Regions from separate parts of the Cyprinus carpio genome. Here region 1 is linked to region 2. Evidence: chromatin contacts called from public Hi-C data. All regions are on one chromosome and are shown on one strand. Each heading gives the region's core, a stretch centred on a gene start, on an enhancer-like site or on the middle of the called end of the contact. The rest is flanking DNA. Distances are from core to core; before and after follow the strand shown. Region 1 holds the start of seh1l (nucleoporin SEH1). Region 2 overlaps LOC109096517 (low-density lipoprotein receptor class A domain-containing protein 4-like).

Evidence for each region. A called contact is a pair of places that touch in the nucleus more often than the background predicts.
Region 1: a Hi-C map of liver shows a contact between it and region 2, with 4 times the contacts expected there. The contact joins the promoter of seh1l here to the enhancer-like site in region 2. A contact is called at or near these places in 3 of 8 Hi-C or Micro-C datasets (liver and skeletal muscle).

Annotation. Positions count from the first base shown.
Region 1 is chrB19:4,797,992-4,800,691 of ASM1834038v1, forward strand. It overlaps seh1l (nucleoporin SEH1), which reads right to left and starts at 1,450. Exons shown (of 9, transcript XM_019075146.2): 1 at 1,167-1,450; 2 at 774-824; 3 at 479-625. The coding sequence starts at 1,277.
Region 2 is chrB19:4,709,968-4,712,667 of ASM1834038v1, forward strand. All of the region lies in intron 3 of LOC109096517 (low-density lipoprotein receptor class A domain-containing protein 4-like), which reads right to left. Among protein-coding and RNA genes, the nearest start is that of LOC109084059, 25 kb to the left of the region's middle. Within about 2 kb of position 1,429, at least 2 of the 8 cell types and tissues checked have an H3K27ac peak or open chromatin away from gene starts, as enhancers often do. A contact at or near this core is called in liver and skeletal muscle, where this site is marked.

The DNA.
Region 1 (2,700 bases), core at 200-2,699, 88 kb after region 2:
CACAGAAAACAAAACAAGAGCTTTGACACTGAATCTGCTTTCCACATCAATCTGATTGATTTTTACATCCTTTCACAAATTATAGGACAGTTCTAATGCTGTCAGTAATAGTGATCTTTCATTAGATAATACGGAAATATTCATCAACTCATTCTCCACAGTAGAAATACACTGATACCAGCTGTGCTTTGTGTGCATTTTCAGTAACAGTAACAATAATAATACATCATGACTACTGTTATACAATCCCACTCAGAGCTATGAAGCAACCGATTTTCAGTTGCAAAGAAATTAGTCTGATTTAGGGGTCAAAAATGAAAATAATTTCGATACTGTTCAGATTTTATGCCCTTTATGTTGTAGCAATTTTTCCTTGCGATATAAAAAATACATTAGCACTATTTTTCAAGGAATTGTGTAGAAGTTAGAAAACCTATATCATGACAATGGTAACAAAAAATAAAAAAATTTTACACACCCAGTGACTTTGTCCCCGCTGTTTGTCATTGGATTCTCCGACGATCTCCTCCCATACAGCAGCGGTGCGGTCGAAGGAGCAAGACGCCAGCACCTGACCGAACTCAGGGTGCGCCCAGGTCACCCTCCACACCGACCCACTGTGGGTCTACAACATCTGGTTACACTAACTGACCATTTAGGACGGCCGTATGCACACAAAATGATCTACATGTAAATGCACCTACTGTACCCCACATACTGACTTTTGCATTTTAGGTTTGAATAGAGATTTACGTAAGAAAAATACTTGATACCTTCCAGCTAGCAGTACAGTGCCATTCTCCGTCGTCACCTTTGTCCCAGACCTAAAACAGTATAAAAGGGGTGGAAAAGACAGAATGCTTGTCAATAAAATGTGGAACAATTACATAAGCTAAAGAGCCACATGCTGCAAAGAATGAAACCTTCAAGACTCAAAAGCCTTTATAAATGACTGGATTTTAAGTAAAGCTTAAAGCAGCTTTAAACAGGACGAGAAATGCCTTTTTTAGTCATTAAAGGGTCTCTGTCTCTGGCTGTGTCTCGAAACCCAGTAAACAGCCCTAACAGAGCGGTATTTGGGTGTCACGGGGTTCTCAGTGCTGTCTATGTCAGTTCACTGTAGGTCTATGGAGACAGTGCAGTGCAGTGAAGCGGTGTTTTCTTGCCTTGACGCTCTGGTCGCTGGAGCAGGTCGCCATCCTCCGACCGTGGAAGTCATAAGAAACATCGTGAATCAGATCTTTGTGATCCGCTGCGATGCTCTTCGCCACGAACATCTTCTAAACTACTTCTTAATAAAGAAAATACCTCACACAATTCAGTTAATAAAAAAGCAGAGGGTCATTTGGTCAAACTTCAGCAAAAATGGTCCAGCGGTGCCGTGTTTCTTTACTGGAATCGTTGCTCGCTCGCTGCTTTGTTGCAGATGAAAGCCTTTGAGAGCTGATTACTGCCACCTTCTGCACGAGCGGACTTACTGCTGCCAATATCACAGAAACTGACATACACTGAGGTGTGCATGAACATCAAATGTCTACAAACACTATTCGATCTTGCCAGATTTAACAAAACAAGCATCTTATGTTTTGATATAGTAATTATGTATTCAATATAAGGTCTTGAATCTTAATTTTCTTTCTTTCTTGACATTTTCTTGACATTTTGTTTTCTTTTAAGGGGTCATATGATGCTGCTAAAAAGATTATTTTGTATATTTGGTATAATGAAATGTGTTTATGTGGTTTAAGGTTAACATACACATACTGTACATTATTGTTTCTCCTCTATGCCCAGCCTTTCTGAAACAAGTCATTTTTTACAAAGCTCATCGTTCTGAAAAGCGAGGTGTGCTCTGATTGGCCAGCTATCCAGCGTGTTGTGATTGGCCGAATGCTTCAAGCCTGTGATGGAAATGTTACGCCCCTTAACGTACTGTGAAGCCTGTCCCAGCACGACCAGAAAAAACCAATAAAACCCATTACAAACGAGGCATTTGTTGCATCTAGTGGGGACATAATTACTGATTATAATGACTTCTACTGTCTTTTTACGCGTTGCGTTGCATAACGTGCTGCGTAAACATAAAACCATGTCTGCATTTGTGATCTGAGAAACAACAAACAACAAGCGCTACTCTACACTTAAAACTTGCATTTCAATCATCAGTGGCAAATTATTTTAATATGTAAAAGTACTTACAGTCTGCAAATCAGAACAACAGGGCCATTGTAGTCTACTCTCCAAGGATCAGGAAACAGTCCTCCATAAAATGTGTTGCACACCCTTACCAAATAGTAGTATACTTCAAGTTTATTTTATTAAGTATACTTAAGTAAAGTTCAAGTATATTTTTAAGTATACTTTATGTAGCAAGTATACAAATTTTATTATTAATTAATTAATTAAAATTATACTTGTAAGTGTACTGTTTCAATACTTCTTGGGACTAAATTGGTCCATTTTCTAGTATAAAAAAGAATACTTTTAAGTATACTTTAAGTATAACAGTAGCAAACTTTGAGTACACAACTAGTTTACCTCTATGTTTGTAGTTTGTACTGCAATTATACCAAAAGTCAACTTATAGGTATACTGATCGTTTACTAATTAAATACTTTGTACACTTTGAAGTATACTCTCAGTAAACTACTAGTTTAGTAGTTTTATACTGCAAGTATACTCATAAGTTGTCTTTAAGTG
Region 2 (2,700 bases), core at 179-2,678:
AACCAAATCCTTGTTCTTTTTGATAACCTGTAACACTCGGATAAACATCACAACACAGAAGAAAACATCTGTCACTACTTCCATTTCATTGAGACTTTAAAGTACTGGTACTGAAAATAAAATTAATCAATCAACCACAATAGCTTGTCGGCTGTTGGATGACCAGTCAACCATCCTGACTCATCTCTACAGAAAGCCAGTTTTGTCAAGCCAGTAGGTTCTTTAGGTGAGCCGTCTCAAACTTTAGTTTCTGACCTTTCCATCATGATCACTTTCTCTCTACAAGAACAAGGCCATACCCAGGATGCAGCTGGGCCATGTAGTGACACTATTAAATAAGCTGCGTTGGTGCTGGCTCTTTGCCACGGCTCCTCTGGAGAGAGTGCTTGCAAGACAAGGCCCCATCTGTTGAGGGCTTGGAGGAGAGGACCAGAGACCAGACACATCCCAGGAGTTAACCCAGCACAGGAGATAAAACAGCCCAAATCTGCTGCCCCTAACTGGATTACGGCCTGGACCAACTCCAAGAGACAGACAACTGGTGGTAGATGGAGGGGGATGGGGTGGGGTGAACATGTAATTGACACATCTCAACCTCCGAGACACTAGGTTTGTGATCACAGCCAACCTAGAGTACCAGGCACCACTCAAGCACCTTTCCTCCATCCAGGACTGTCCACTGCTGCTGTAAACCACTGTAACAGTTTTCTCTAAGCCACCAGGTTAATCTTATCAGAGTAGATTCACTCTGTCCTTCTTAAAAATGGTCTGTTCTGACCTAAACAAAAGGTGATGCCATCTAATAAGGTAAAAATGGACTGTAGACAGGTTGGACACCAGGGTGGACTCAAAAGAAAAGGCTGTGAGGTACAGGTGGACAGTCCGTTCAACAGGTTGTACTATTTCATTTAACGTGATGTCGCTCAGAGTTTTTTGCTCACTCAAATTTTTTTTTAGAAATACGCTTTTTAAATGTTTTTCCAGTTAAACAATCAATGCCTGTACCTGAATCAACTCTACATTTATCCCTCACTGCTTTAATATGTCAAAGTAAATATGCCGCATAATCTAACTAGTGTCCATTAAAAGTATGGGTGTATCTGTTGTGTCTGGTCTTGATTACTTTTAGACAAATTAGCTACTACTCAGATACCAATAAAACTGAACTCAATGTGAGTCATCAGCTGTTTCATCACTAATCTAACACGCAATTTACATAAACCCGTAATCCCTATATAAAATCTTATTCCTTGAGCCTTGTTTAACCTTCCCTGTGCTAATCAGCAGGCTCAAACATCGAAGTCAGACGTGACGGCATCCCGGAAGATCTGTTAATGTGTTATGATTACAGACACAAACCCCAGACAGAGCAGACACAACAAACCGTCGTCAGCCTGTTTGCGACAGGGCAGAAGTGTAAACAGGCTGCGATAATGTGGCAACAACTGCACAACAGCGAGGGAGAGAGGCAGCTGGGCTAATTTGGGTTAGCCTTATGCGGACTCCCCGAGATCAGACAGCTCAATCCTCTTACTGCTATGTATGCTGCTCCATTGTGTTGTTAGCTAAGAGGAGATATGCGCTAACACCTGTCACAGAGCCTCTAACAGGCCCTTAGGTGAACTGGGTGCACGTTGTTCAAGCAGTCGTCACCTCGTCTCTGAGGTCAGAAAGCCCTGAAGTGTGCTAGAAACTGTGGGACTGGTCTCTTCTGCGGAGGCCATTCTGTTACTGAGCCGAAGGAAATGGAGGAGGCATTACATAAGCCTATCCAAAACTTTCCCCCCCTCTCCTCTAGCTCTCTTTTTCATACCGTGCTCACAAGCTGCAAAGACAACCAAGTCTGGCCTCCAGATCTATATTTCATGAAGCCATTTCCTGTTTCCTCCTCTCCACAGTTTCATAACAGAAGGAAAACAGCTGTGCTCTCACGATCTGGGAGGAAAGAAACGGAGCGGGTGGAGGAGGAGGAGAAGGAGGGGGAGAGAGGCTGGAGAATGGGGACTGCTGCTTGCTGCCAGCCATCTGTGCTCCGTTTCCAAATGTCTCCCCGGTACAGTACTATTCTCATGGAGTCGGGCACAGTACGTGGAGATCATGTCATGAGAGATCCAACAGTTGAACTCACAGCAGTGAGGGAAACTTCTTAGAATGGGCTTTGAATTCATACCAAAGCACACATTACACAACAGGTTTCCAAGGGAAAGAGCGTGTGTGCAGTGAACGACTAATTTCCAAATGACTTCATCGGCATGGCAAGACAGTGGGGATGAGAGAAAAACATTGAAAGTTTCCTTGCGTCCTCTCTAGTTTGGGCCAGCACGTGCTGCAAGGAGTACAAACGACACTAAAAGTGAGCATCCCCAGTAGATTCCATGCACAAACCTGCAGCTGAACATACAGCCACCCATGTTGGCCTTCATGATTGTGGGTTGCACTGGTAACTGGAGAAAAAACAGAGATGGACATATCCAGTCATAATAACACTGCTTCATAAAGCACAAGCCTTAATCTAGTTAACCATCCATTCATCCACGTCACTGCGCGCACCAGACAACAAAGGCATTATGGGAACTTCAGAGGGGACGCATTGCCCCCTCCTCCTGTGTTATCTGAGTTATCCCATCAGAATGCCAGACAAAAGGCAAGGGCACAAGCCAGACGCCCATGTGGGACAGAGACTTGCGAGATGGCAGGTTT